Linked DNA regions of Zea mays: region 1 is linked to region 2. Evidence: chromatin contacts called from public Hi-C data. All regions are on one chromosome and are shown on one strand. Each heading gives the region's core, a stretch centred on a gene start, on an enhancer-like site or on the middle of the called end of the contact. The rest is flanking DNA. Distances are from core to core; before and after follow the strand shown.

Region 1 (7,299 bases), core at 4,417-6,916, 130 kb after region 2:
AGCTCGCCGAACCTCTGCGAGCCCACACCAGAAACCCGCCCGTACCGTCCAAGCCCTCGCCCGGACCGTCTGCGACCGTGCTGAACCCTCACCTCGACGCGCGCGCCCAAGCCATGTCCGCCACCGTGCCTCAACGGACCATCCGCCACCGTATGTCATCGTCGTTCATCGCCAGGTTAAGAACAATCTGAAATAGTTTTGTTAGTTTTCAAAAACATGCTTTGAAATAGTGTATGAGATTTTACAAATTATTGTATTAGAATGTTGGGATTCGAAATCCTTGCGTATGTGAATTATTGGTATATATACATGAATTGTTATTAGTCATGCCATTTGGTTATAATGGTTTTAGAATATTGGATTAAATAGAGTGATAAAATTTGGTAGACATGTGGTAAAAATATTAAATAAGTGATTTTATAAGTAATTCTGTTACGGTGAATTGTAGAGTTTATTTAGAAATTATAATCCAAGGTTTATTTAGGCTCACTAAATAACTAATGGAAACTTCATAACGCGTAAATTAGTAAGTGGTGTAGAATTTATTATAGTGCAAGAATTATAGGTTAATCATTAGTCTAATTTATTATTAGATGTTTTGACCACTGATTATTATTATTGATGTTTTCTTTTAGAAAGAAAAGGATAAAACTAAAGGAATACCATTAGTCATAATGATAATGATTAATTGATAATTTATTAAGTCATTACATCTGAGCAATGCTAGGTAAAATACTTTCATAGTCACATGTCCATATAACCTTCACCAGTGACAATTCAAGTTATAGATTTTAGTGGATTAATAAAATAATTATGATTTAGGCATTATTTATAAGTATAGTTTGTGTAATATGTGATTGTTCATGTAATGATGAATGTTACCCATGTAATGGTGTATGTTTTCTTTTGTATGTAGGATATGTGAAACGATATTAGAAGCTGACTGTGTGGTAGACGAACCAAACACGTTCGAAGAAGACCCGCAGGACATGTTCGAGCAAGACAAGTGGATTCTCCCTCTGCATTTCTATTTGTACCCAAGTAATGCATATAATAATGTTTACTTTTCGGATATTTGCATAATTTGATGTGGTTTGCCTAAATAGGATTTCCTAGAATTACCAACCCTATTCCTTGATTACCCTGGGATAAACACTATGCATAGCAATTTGTGCTACCGCTTACTTGATAATTATGATGTCACTCGTTAATGATACTAATGTTCCGGAAATGAAATTTATATTATGATGTTAACCCGATAGTTAAACAAGATCAATTTGCATTAAATGGAACATGGAGTGACCACCCAGGATAACATTGCAACCACGAGTGTTATAATGGATCTGGGTTTGGTAATTAGCTCTATAGACTTAGTGCTTAGCAACCCTACCTGAGACATGGGCAAGAGGGGGCGACAGTGGTTTGGTGGCAGCTCATATTAACATGGGGTGGTAGTCTTGGCTAAGTTACCTCGCCTAGAGGGCCATCAATACTGACGTGAAAACTTTAGCATGTGGCTTTGTACTTAGGATATTTTGTGAAAGCCTCATAGTGGATCCCTAGCCATTCACCTAGGAAGTGTTTACGGGTCCGATCAACCCATGCTAGATGAGATACATGACTTGTGGGTAAAGTTGTACCACCTCTGCTGAGTGTAAAACTGATATGTCAGACGTGCTCATGGTTAAGAGCAACCTAGACCCTCACATGATAATTGAACTTAAAGATGGAAAATAAATCGTGATCTGATGATTCACAGATGTTTTGCTTAAGTGGTTTCACTTAAGTGTTTTTGATATAATTTTGTACTTATGTTTAATTGGGAATTTTGGGATACACTTACAATTAGTAAGTCAGACGTTGCTAATAAAATATTTGAAAGGGAAATAGGCTTACACCTTTTCCTAACTAATTTTAGTGGTTGAATTGCCCAACACAAATAATTGGACTAACTAGTTTGCTCTAGATTATGAGTTCTACAGGTGCCAAAGGTTCACAACAAACCAATAAAAAGTCCGAAAAAGGATACAAATATAGAGAGCAAAAGTCAGGCGAAGTGTGCCCTGGTCTGGCGCACCGGACTGTCCGATGCACCAGGGACTTCAACTCCGAACTGCTCACCTTCGGGAATTCTGGAGGCCGCTCCGCTATAATTCATCGGACTGTCCGGTGGAGCACCGGACAGTCTCCGGTGGCGCACCGGACTGTCCGGTCTGCCAGCGGAGCAACAACTATTTCGCGCCAACAGTCGTCTACAGAAGGCATTAAATGCGCTATAGTGCGCGCCAGAGTCAGAGCAGAGCCAGATGGCGCACCGGACAGTGAATAGTGCCTGTTCGGTGGCCCAGAAGACAGAAGCTCCAACGGTTGGAATCCAACGGCCAGGTGACGTGGCAGGCGCACCGGACAATGTCCGGTGGCGCACCAGACTGTCCGGTGCGCCATGCGACAACAACCTTCACCAAACGGCTAGTTTGGTGGTTGGGGCTATAAATACCTCCAACCACCCACCATTCATTGGATCCAAGTTTTCTGACTTCCCACACCTTACAAGAGCTATAGCATTCAATACAAGACACACCAAAGAGATCAAATCCTCTCCCAAGTCCATAGATCATTCCAAATCAAATAGTGACTAGTGAGAGAGTGACTTGTTCATTTGAGCTCTTGCGCTTGGATTGCTCCTTTTTCTCATTCTTTCTTGTGATCAACTCAATTGTAACCGAGGCAAGAGACACCAATTGTGTGGTGGTCCTTGTGGGGACTTTGTGTCCCGTTTGATTGAGAAGAGAAGCTCACTCGGTCTAAGTGACCGTTTGAGAGAGGGAAAGGGTTGAAAGAGACCCGGTCTTTGTGACCACCTCAACGGGGAGTAGGTTTGCAAGAACCGAACCTCGGTAAAACAAATCATCGTATGCTCAGATCCATATTGCTGCTTCTCTTGTCATAGCAAGAATGTTGGTCCTCCAACTTAAATGAGGAGGAAGGCAGAGACAACAACAATGGAGGTGGTTCACAGGTGCAAGTATGCTCAGATCCATATTGCTGCTTCCCTTGTCATAGCAAGAATGTTGGTCCTCCAACTTCTCCACCACAACCACAACAGACAACAACAATGGGAGGATACTGTGGAGAAGGGTTCGCATAATTTGGAATGTGGGAGCACTACTAGAAAACTCTTTTGTATCAATTGCTTTAAGCATGTTGATTTTCTTTATCAATTGTTTTAAATCGTCTTCATCAATTGCTTTTAAAGTCCAATTTGAATCCATAATAAGTAGTTCATTATCAAATAACATTGTTCGACACTAAATAATACAGAATAAGAACTTCATTACTACATAACATCAAATAAGCACCTAGACTATTGAGTGCAACGGGGTCATTTGCCCTTGCGAAATGCATCAGAGTTCTCCTCCATTGCGCCCTTTACACGACGTGCACGCTCAAGCTTCTTCTCCTTCTCCTCCCTGTATTCAGCAACACACCTCATTTCCTGCTCGTCTACCTGTTGTTGCTCGACCGCAAGCTCCTCTCGCCTTTTCTCTATCCTCCTTTTGTCCTATGCATCCTACTTTTTAAGATTCTCCAACCACTTCTTGTCTTTCTATGAGATTTCTGTGTCAATCCACTGCTCAAAATCACAAAGCGGTGGAGGAGTCTATAAAATATGCAATGATTAGTAGGCAAAGAAAACATGCACCACTTCGAGTCTTCAAATTGTTAACATATTTAAAGATTATTCTCACCATTAAATTCATCCGGCGCTAAACAATCATTGGCTCAAATGCATAGTTAGCACACATCCAATACCTCTGTCGATAGGTGTCATGATCCTCAGACTTGTCAACCTTGCAAGGATCACCACAAAAACACATAGGCACTAGAACATCAGTTGGCAAAGGCAGTGGGTCGAAGGCAGTCCCGGTCAAAGGACCCTTCCTAAATTTTGATAAGATCTATAAGAATCATAAATATAATAGACTCACAAATATAATTTAATACAACACTTACCTTTGTTTAGCAGATTTACCGCGCCTATACATCCTACAAATCGATAATATGTCAATAAAAATGCTTCTGAAAATGATATCCAAAACCTAACCATTACCCTATTAATCATACATAACATAACAACCTATAAAAAGGAGAGAACTTACTTTGATACAGAGTAACAATAGATCCAAGTCAATAATTTAGGTTGATGTCTGTCGTTTCGAAGAATAGAAATGAGCACAAAAACTACTGGCCGAAGGGGCATATTTATAGGTGCGTACCTCGGCGCCGTAGATCTTGGCGCCGAGATCCATGGCGCATACCTCGGTGGCAAGATCTACGGCGCCGACGTACGTGCCACGTCAGTTCCACCGTGGCCCGGATTCTGACCTATGCACGCCAAAAAAATTGGTGCCGACACGCAGAAGCTAGGCGCCAATGATGATGGCGTCGAGCCAGGGGTCCAGTTTTTGAAATAAAACCGCAAATGGGGTATTTGTGAAAAAACCCAAAAAGGTTAAATTGAAAAAGTTGGTTTGTGCGGGACGAGCTTGACGAACATCATGATGAAGGCGATGAAGACGCCGAGGCCATGGATGGTGCCGACAGTCCACATGAAGATCTTGCGATCGACGATAATGCAGTGTAGGTGGACATACTTTCTTCTTGCCGACCTAGACGCCTCCGTTGGCTCTCCTATCGCTGCTGCTCAACAACTCCACCAGCTATTCTTTTGCGCCCAATCGAAATGCCACGAGAAGGAACCGTTGGAGCGCGCGCAAGATTGGATTATGGAAAAACCCTCAGTGGCGTGTATTTGCGTGATGGCGACGCTCGAATTCGGGATGACGATAATTTAGGTGAAGAAAAAGGAAGAGCATTGGACATATGATTTTCGATTTTCAACTTATTAGCCGGCAAAAAAATTAGCTAGCAATAATTAGCCAAGTTATGTTTGGAGTCTTGAATAATTAGATGTCTTTTCTCTTTACACGATCTATTTGTATCTATTAGCAAGATCAAATGACTAATGTATAATCTATTTGAAGGCCAACAATTAGATAATATATTAGCTAGTCTGTTTAGAGACCAAGTGCTAAAATTAGTTCGATCCAAACAGGACCTTAGTATTCTAAAAGATGTTCTTAGCAACCAACATCCGTCGGCTAAGCTGGAGCACCCCTGCACGTGTTTGATATCCATGCCCGTGTCGAGGGAGGAGGCAAGTTGGGTTCCAACAATCCCGGTGCTGGATCCACGCGCCGCCGGATAATCTCCAGCTAGCCTGCGCGTCCCACCGCAAAATGCTATCCGTGCCGGCGGGCGGGGATCTCCACTACGCGTTTGTTCGTCGTCATCTGACGCGCGAACTGCAAAACCGACGAGCCCAAACCGTGCGTGCGCGCGGCTTGAGCTGGCTAGCTCCCGAAAGTTTGGCGGTGCGACCGACCCGGCTGTCCCACCTGCCAGCGCCGGCAGCATCCTAGTTCTCCTCCTCCCCACCCCACACCCGCCCACGCGTAACCGCCGCCCGCCTCCCGTCGACATAACGGAAGTTAACCACCGTAACCGCGTCCGCTTCACGCGGCCCGCCTATAAATCCCGTCGTCCTCCCATCTCCGTCCCTCCCTCCTCATCAACCAGCTGATTTCTCCATCGAATCTTGTCGGCAAAGCCAATAATCAATCACCAGCGACATCAATTCCTTGCCCGACCGCCCGGCCGCGCGTCGAGGAACCGCCGCACAGTTCCATGGGCAAGGTGCGCTCCTTCTTCTGCCGCGCCCGCAGCGGCAAGCGCGGTGGCTCCCGGCCAGGCTTGTCGTCCTCGTCTCTCTCGTCCCCGTGCCCCTCCGCGAGGAGGGCGTCGCCGCCGGCCGGGGACGAGACGGAGCGCGTCTTCCGCAAGTTCGACGCGAACGGCGACGGCCAGATCTCGCGGTCCGAGCTGGCGGCGCTGTTCGAGAGCGTGGGCCACGCGGCCACCGACGACGAGGTGTCGCGCATGATGGAGGAGGCCGACGCGGACGGCGACGGCTACATCAGCCTGCCCGAGTTCGCGGCGCTCATGGACTCGGCGTCCGGCGACGCCGACGCCGTCGAGGAGGACCTGCGCCACGCCTTCTCGGTCTTCGACGCCGACGGCAACGGCCTCATCACCCCCGCCGAGCTCGCGCGCGTCCTGCGCGGCCTCGGCGAGTCCGCCTCCGTCGCCCAGTGCCGCCGCATGATCCAGGGCGTCGACCGCAACGGCGACGGACTCGTGTCCTTCGACGAGTTCAAGCTCATGATGGCCGGCGGATTCGGCAGGATCGGTGCCTAGGAACAAGGATTCTGCCCTGCTCCGCTCCCCACAAAAAATTGGATTCATTTCATTCTATGTACATATATGCATGCCCTATAGATTTAGATCACACTGGAATCACGGAGATGTTTCCTAGGTCCGGATTATTTACACGCCCAGCGGCAGCACATAAAAAGCCCCCATTTTACTTACTAGTTTGGATGTCCAAACGGATTGTTTTGGCTTCATCAATTGCAATATTGAGTTTGCGCTCATTTGTGGTTCCAAAGTGACATTTCTCTTCTACATTTCCATTCTAATCTAAATTATATAATCTAGGAGAGAAACAAATACCCTCTTGGATAGGGATAATCTTGGGACTAGTTTGGGAGACACAATCGAAGGTGATTGGAGGGATTAAAATCTCTCTTTTATTTAAAATTGAATAAGATAGAGATTTTAGCTCCTATAATCTCCTTCGATTTTGTGACTCACAAACTAGTATATTTGGTGACTAGGGATCACGATAGGATCAATAGAGAGAAATCAATTTCTCCTCACGCCCCGTTTGGATCACTGGAATTGAATTCCATTCTAATAATAGTAATTTAGGCATATATCAATTAAGCTAATTCGGTTTTATGCAAAATATATTTGTATACTATTATTAGTAAGATGTCAGAGATATTTATGTGCTACATTTTTACTATTGAGGAGTGAGACGAAGAGTGTCATGTAAGTTATAGATTAGAAACCAATTCTAGTAATGCATAAAATCATTTTCCACCCTCCACCCCATGAATTTGAGATAGGCTTATATCTGAACTTTAGAAAGTGGTGGAATGTCAAATTCCAAACTAAATAAGTTACTTTATTGAGTGAATTCTAATTCCTCTAAAATGAAGGGATCCAAACGCCCCGTCATAGATTTTCTTGTGATCACTGTTCACCAAACTAGTCCTTAATTTGTTTCGACGTCTATTTGATGTGTTCTTAAAATTTGCCAATACCTCATATTCA
Region 2 (7,616 bases), core at 1,405-3,904:
ACTCCCATCCATTACATAGAAGTCCTTTAAAAGTGCAGTCATTAAAGGGGTAACTATATAAGAAAGGTCAAGCTAAATCACTGGAGTTTCAACTTAAGTGGAGTAATGTTTCCATCAGTACCTTGATGCACTCTGCTTTTGTCTTTGCATCGATTACCATGTTCTGTCGATTCCTATATGCAGCTATTAGCTCTTTGGTGCGCTTATCTTTGGCTGCCTTTTCTTCTGCACTTTGAGTCTCTCCACCAAGGCGTATATTTCTTCCACCGCCATACTAGAAGGAAAGGTTATGGCAAAACCAGAATCAGGGAAACACAGCAAGCCCACAAAGCATTTCACAATTAATCAAGCTCCATCAGGAATTAATGGCATATATCATAGAACAGCCACAGTTTACAAACATGCAGTATATCAGTATCAGCTAACTGAAACCAAAGAAAGATACGGGGGAAAGCAATATATCATGGAATGATTTTTAAGTTTATTTCAGATGTTATCTCTCAGCCTATCAACAAAACAAGATCAAAAGTTATATAGCAAGAGAGACAAATTTAAAAGTGGTTCCATGAAATGTTGCTTAGCGATCTTTTAAAGACTGACTATCCATGTCAATCCACTCTTGTAGTGGATTGCTATTTCTGATCCTGAAAGTGATTCTTGGACAACGGCTGATGAGCCATGTAGCATGTAATGAATCAAATAAAATGACTCAGAATTCCAGTCTAGTAGTTCAAACTAGTTTTAGCGACAGATTGCCATCCAAATTCCTGAAAATAAGTTTATGGTTATTGATGTCCAAACTTATGTGAGTAGCTTGTTGGCAAGAGTGGCATGGTAGTGGGTTTATAAATTAGAGTCAGTATGGAGATTCTAAGAGAACATTTACCACAAATAAAGTAGAAAATCATAACATGATGGATACAAGGGGAAAATGCAACAGGCTGATAATTTCACACTCGAGATAGTAAAGGTCATATTACACAGCCACATATTTCCGATCAATAGACAATTCTTGTTACATTAAAGGTAGTAAAGAGATTTTAAGATCAAAAGTGAATCTAAATGACCATAATCACTCTGGTAGTATTTTGTTTAAAGTGAATATGTGTTTCCATAGGGAAATTGACAAGGAGAAAACGCTCATATCATTACTAGATGATTGATTTCTCCACAGAAGTTCCAATTATCTTTGGAAATAATTGAATATACCTTGTACAGCTTATTGAAATGAATTTGTGTTTGTTATTGTTATTCTTCGAATCATAGTTCAACATTACAGTAAAGCTCGCACATACTAGATTTTTTTTGTATTCGGAAGTACAAGAAAGATGCAAATACAAAATGTGAGATGCTACAACTATATCTTACCGCCTTTGAAATATTTTGTGGCCTCGGAAACATTCCCCATGATCTAACTGTGGGTCTATAAACATCTTCATCTTCTTCAGTCTCAATAACAGTTGAAGGGGGTGCTATCCCAGCCTTGTCAGCTTCATTTGGTTTAGTAGTCGATTGAGATGCTTCCCCTGACTCCCCGTTGTCTACCGGTTGGATTTCAGTTCGGCGAGGAGACTTGTCAAATTTGCTGGGGTCTCCAACTATTATGTCCACCTCAGGAAAATCGTCATCTCGTAAAGGCTCAAAAGCTGGAGCCAGCCCAGGTGGTAGACCTTTAGAACGTTTTTTCTCAAAGAAGTCGAGACCCAAAAAATCAGCCTCATCAAACTCGTACCCTCCTCTCTTGCCAAACGAGACTTCTTCACTAATTAGGGCATTCTGACCTAAAAAAAGCCATGGACAGTACAAATAAAAACATATGGCATTGATGAAGAGGATCAAAACACCGTTCCTAAAATCATTTCCAATTGTCCGGGTCCAAATCGAATTCATCTTTTATATTGGAAATGCTATTGCAGTAGTAATGAGCATTAGTAACATCACTGAAACACGGACATGAGAGCGTTCCCGTACATACCAGATACTACCATCTACCCTAACCATTCTTCGGTTCAATTCATGGGACTTAAACTAACTCACCAAAATCCGGCGAGCCTCCCAGCAGCGGGGAGTCACCACCAGCCGCGCCCGCTCCGGCCCCGTTGCCGTTTCGGTACTCCAACGCCCGCTTAAAAGCCTCCTTACTGCCGGGCTCACTGACCGAAGCCTGCGGCTGCGACGGTGGTGAAGACTGTGGCGGCGGCGTGGGAGGCGGGGCCGGCGCCGGGCTCGGGCTCGGGCTGTGACTGTCCCTCCCCTTCTTGTATGCGGCAGCGCGGGCGAAAGCGAGCTTGATGGGGTCCGGCTTATCGTCCCCGTCGGGCGGAGGTGGTGGCGAGGCCGTGGCAGATGAAGAGAGCGGGGGGAGTTTCTGCGATGACAGGTTGAGGGCCTTGGGGGCGGCCGCGGCGAGGGGTTTGCGGATGTGGGCGGGAGGGAAGGTGAGGCGGCGCGGGGGCGTGGACGAGAGGATGGAAGATGCCGCGCCCGCCGCCGCCGCCGCCGCCATCGTTTTGGCGAATTGGCGTACGATCCCGGCGGGATAGCAGGTGATGGGTGGCGGCAGGGGACGGACGGCGACAAGCCGAGCGTTTGTTATCCGTTGCCCGCGCGGCGCGGGGAAGACTCGAGGCACGATTTTTTTGTGTGGTAGTCTTCTTACGTAATACGTATACCGGTGTTAGAATTAGACTTCAATGCATTGTATCTCTGCTCGATTTGTCAATAAGGTGCAGATTTTTTTTTTGTGTGTGTGTATTCCATTGAGGGGGAGAAATAAATATCGTCACAGTCTATGCACAACAAATCTGTATATTTTTTGTTCATTTCTTTGACCATCACATAGTTTTCTATGTATACCTGTTTCCTGCTTGACAATTGACATGATGCAATTTTGAGAAGTTGTGAGCACGGTGAGAAGAGACAAACTTCCCTCAATCTCCGGGCGCCATTGGACGGCTTTTTGTACTTCTGGCCATCAAAAACTGCTGCGGACTGACAAACGCTCAGCTTTTCAGCCAGGTTCTATAATATTCGTTTGGGTAAAAATCATTTAAAATCAACATAAACACATAATCGGTTGAGTCGTTGTAATAGTAGAAATCCGTCACTTTCTAGATCCTGAGTCCTATAGATAATTTTATATTTTTTTCCGCACGTAATCTTAATGATATTCAGATTCTCCCCACAGCCAGATTCTTCCCACAACCAGATTCTTCGCACGTAATTTTATGTCTGTTTGGCCACAGGTATAGCAATTTGAAAAGGTAAATATGAATACTAATATGGTTCACATGAATCCACACCGTGGACGTGAAAACTGAGATCTCAGAAAGTGAGGAAGTATCTGGTATAGTTTGAGACTCCATTTTATGTCACTGTCGCCTAGGATCCACCCGTCAGATATCCTCTTCGCCCTTCCTATACAGTTTGGCATTCGTTTGTGTATGGTGCAGCGAACAGTATGCAAGGCTTTCAGCCTTTGCAGTTCATACGGAGATTTATATTATATATGAAGACCCAGCAGGCTAGTGCAGTTGTCTTACTCTTACCTGTTCAATGCACCATCCAGTTCGCCTAAAAAAATTCAGGAACTGACTGGCAGAGATACCTAAGATCTTATTCGGTTATTCCAATTACATATAGATTTGAGTGTATTGGAATGTGTAGAATAGTGAACCCATGACCCTAAACAGAGTTGGGAGTAGTATTAATAGACTCAGTATATGGGCCAGGCCCATTACAGTGAGGGTGATACGGTGATTACAAGGGGAACATCCCAAACCCTAGACGGATAGTCTAACACTCCCGCAGTCACAACTCTATCCTGTACAGATGTTGAGACTGGATCGAAAATCTAAAAATACACTCGACACTAACCCATTGGTGAAGATGTCGGCGAACTGCAGCGTGGTGGGGACGCTGAGAACCCGAACGTCACCGGCAGCGACACACTCGCGGACGAAGTGCAGGTCGATCTCTACGTGCTTCGTGCGCTGATGTTGCACGGGGTTGGTGGAGAGGTAGACCGCACTGACGTTGTCGCAGTAGACGAGGGTGGTGCGCTGGAGGGGACTGTGGAGCTCGTGGAGGAGCTGGCGCAGCCAGGAGGCCTCTGCCACACCGTTGGCCACGGCACGGTACTCGGCCTCAACGCTGGAGCGAGAGACGACAGGCTGCCGCTTGGCGGCCCAAGAGACGAGGTTGGCGCCCAGGAACACGGCGTAACCGGAGGTGGACCGACGCGTGTCGGGGCAGCCAGCCCAGTCAGCGTCGGTGTAGACCACGAGCTCCGACGTCGGGGATGGGCGGAGTAGGAGGCTGTAGTCGAGGGAGCCACGGAGGTAGCGCAGAATCCGCTTGAGCGCAGTGAGATGGGGCTCCCGCGGAGTGTGCATATGCAGGCACACCTGCTGGACGGCGTAAGCGATGTCGGGCCTGGAGAACGTGAGGTACTGGAGTGCGCCGGTGAGGCTCCGGTAGGACGTCACGTCGGCGACCGGAGGCCCGTCGTCCTCAGAGAGCTTAGCCTGAGTGTCGACAGGCGTGGAGCAGGGCTTGCAGTCAGACATGCCAGCCCACTCCAGGATGTCGATGGCGTACTGGCGTTGGTGGAGGAAGAGACCCTGAGGCCGGCGCTCGGCGGTGATGCCGAGGAAGTGGTGTAGGGGCCCCAGGTCCTTCATCGCGAACTCCCGCTGAAGGGCGACGATCGTGCGGTGTAGAAGGTCGGCGGTGGATGCCATGAGCACAATGTCGTCGACGTAGAGCAGGAGGTAGACGGTGTCGTCGCCGCGCTGGTAGATGAACAGGGACGTGTCCGACTTGGCCTCGACGAAGCCGATGGAGGCCAGGTAAGAGGCGAAACGACTGTACCATGCCCGTGGCGCCTGCTTGAGGCCGTACAGGGACCGATTCAGCCAGCAAACCAGATCCGGACGGTCAGCGTCGACGAAGCCAGTGGGCTTACTGCAGTAGACAGTCTCCGTCAGAGTGCCATGGAGGAAGGCATTCTTGACGTCGAGCTGATGGATCGCCCAGTCGCGGGAGAGGGCGAGGGAGAGGATGGCGCGAACAGTGGCGAACTTGACGACGGGGCTGAAGGTCTCGTCGTAGTCCACTCCGGGGCGTTGGGTGAAGCCCCGAAGGACCCAACGGGCCTTGTAGCGGTCGAGGGACCCGTCCGAGTTCAGCTTGTGGCGAAATAGCCACTTGCCGGTGACCACGTTGGTGCCTGGTGGACGCGGCACCAGGTTCCAGGTGTGGTTGGCCAAGAGGGCCGCGTAATCCTCCTCCATAGCACGACGCCAATGTGGGTCGGCGAGGGCAGTGCGAACGGAGGAGGGCACCGGGGAAGCGTCGGGTGGAGTGTTGGACGTAGCAGCTGCCAGGATCAGTCGGTTGACGGGGCGAAGAACGCCAGCGGCGCGCCGAGTCACCATCGGGTGGACGTGATCGGGGTCGCGGTGGATGGCGACCGGGTGGTATATGGACGACTCGGAGCGCACCGCCGGGACGTCAAGAGCGTCGGGTATGGTCGGCTCGCGGCGGTGATAGACGACGGTGGGGTCGGCGAATCGGGTCGTGCTCGTCGACGGGCCCGAGTCGGGGTGCGCCGAGGAAGTGGCATGGCCGCGGCGATGGTAGACGAGGGCGGGGTTGGCGAAGCGAGCCGGGGTCGACGGAACCGCGCGTGGCGGGGTCGACGGGGCCGCGCGTGGCGCAGGCGTGGTCGACGGGGCCGCGCGTGGCGCAGGCGTGGTCAACGGGGCCATGTGTGGCGCAGGCATGATCGCCGTTGCCGCGCGTGGCGCAGGTGGGGTCGACGGGGCCGCGCGTGGCGCGGAAGAGGTCGTGCGCGGTGGCGTCGTGGCTACACGAGGAGCAGGTAACGGCGCAAGACGAGGCGCCGGGGGTGGGAGGGGAATCGGATCAGACTCGAGGAGGGAGTCGAGATCGGTGGGTGGGGTGGAGCCAGCAAGGGGAAACACATCTTCGTCGAAGACGACGTGACGAGAGATGATGATGCGATGGGAGGTGAGGTCCAGACACCGGTACCCCTTGTGGTCAGGAGAGTAGCCAAGGAATAGGCAGCGGGTGAAGCGAGGAGAAAGCTTATGAGGGGCGGTAGCGGAAGTGTTAGGGTAGCAGGCACAGCCGAACACGCGAAGGTGGTCATAGGAAAGGGCCGTGCCATATAGGGCGAAGTGAGGGGTAGGGTGGCGCACCGCCTTCGAGGGAAGGCGGTTGAGGAGATGGGTGGCAGTGTGTAGGGCCTCTGCCCAGTAGCTGGCAGGGAGAGACGCCTGGAAGAGAAGGCAGCGGAGCATATTGGTGGTGGTGCGGATCATGTGTTCGGCTCGGCCGTTCTGTGCAGAGGTGTAGGGGCACAAGAGACGCAACTGGACGCCGTGAGTGAGGAAGAAAGAACGGGAGGCGTTGTTGTCGAACTCGCGACCATTGTCACACTGCAGAGCACGGACCGAGCGACGAAACTGAGTGGATACCCAGGCGAAGAAATGTGTGAGGGTGGGGAATGTGTCGGACTTCAACCGAAGTGGGAAAGTCCAGAGAAAATGGGAAAAATCATTCAAAATCACCAAATAGTATTTATAACCAGAAAGACTGAGTACAGAGGAGGTCCAAAGATTACAGTGAACCAGGTCAAAAGCCTGCTCAGCCCGAGAAGAAGTAGTAAATGGGAGACGAGTATGTTGGCCTAACTGACAAGCATGGCAGAGACCCTCAAAATGTCCCCTACTACATGAAGGATCGAGACTACTGGTAATCTTGGTCATGATGTCGGGTCCTGGATGGCCGAGACGACGATGCCAAGTGGTAGAGGAGGTGGTGGAGACCAGGACAGGAGGGCTGGAGCGTGTAGAGCGGCCCCGAGCTGTCACAGCGGGCGAGAAGGGTCCTGGTGGCCAGATCCTTCACAGAAAAACCAGAGGGGTCAAACTCGATGGAACAGGAGTTATCAGTGGTGAATCGACGGACAGAAAGAAGATTATGAGTGATGTGGGGAGCTACGAGAACATCGCTGAGGTAGAACGGCCCAGGGAGAACCGAGGCACCTACTGAGGTGACTGGCAGAGTGGAACTGTTGCCAACGACGATCGAGGATGGGTGAGAGGGGAGGGGGTGAGAGCGAGAGAGCGTGCATGTCGTGGGAGTGGTGTGGTACGAGGCACCGGAGTCGATCACCCAGTCGGAGGGGGGAGGGGTCATCGCCATGGTGCTGAAGGCAGCAGCGGCGGGCAGCAAAGGGCTGCTGGCGGCGGCGGCGAAGGGAGAGGAGGGCGCGGGCGTGCGTGCTGCGCGAGCACGGCGCCAACAGGGCACGCTGGGAGGAGGCGCAGACGGCAGGAGGTGGCGGGCGGCTTGCCGGCGTTGAGGGAGAGGGAGGAGGCGCCGGCGGCTGGGCAGGGAGGGAGAGGGAGGAGGCGCTGGCGGCTGGGATGGAGGGAGAGGGAGGAGGCGCCGACGGCTGCAGTGGAAGGAGAACCTAAACCTAATTTGATACCATGTAGAATAGTGAACCCATGACCCTAAACAGGGTTGGGAGTAGTATTAATAGACTCAGTATATGGGCCAGGCCCATTATAGTGAGGGTGATA

The links. A called contact is a pair of places that touch in the nucleus more often than the background predicts.
Region 1: a Hi-C map of ear shows a contact between it and region 2, with 3 times the contacts expected there. The contact joins the promoter of LOC100280482 here to the promoter of LOC103635555 in region 2. A contact is called at or near these places in 2 of 25 Hi-C or Micro-C datasets (ear and leaf).

What each region holds. Positions count from the first base shown.
Region 1 is chr8:93,446,544-93,453,842 of Zm-B73-REFERENCE-NAM-5.0, forward strand. LOC100280482 (polcalcin Jun o 2) reads left to right here and starts at 5,667. Exons shown (of 1, transcript NM_001153402.2): 1 at 5,667-6,493. The coding sequence starts at 5,749. The coding sequence ends at 6,318.
Region 2 is chr8:93,318,577-93,326,192 of Zm-B73-REFERENCE-NAM-5.0, forward strand. It overlaps LOC103635555 (protein ENL), which reads right to left and starts at 2,655. Exons shown (of 8, transcript XM_008657984.4): 1 at 2,038-2,655; 2 at 1,369-1,781; 3 at 122-274. The coding sequence starts at 2,506.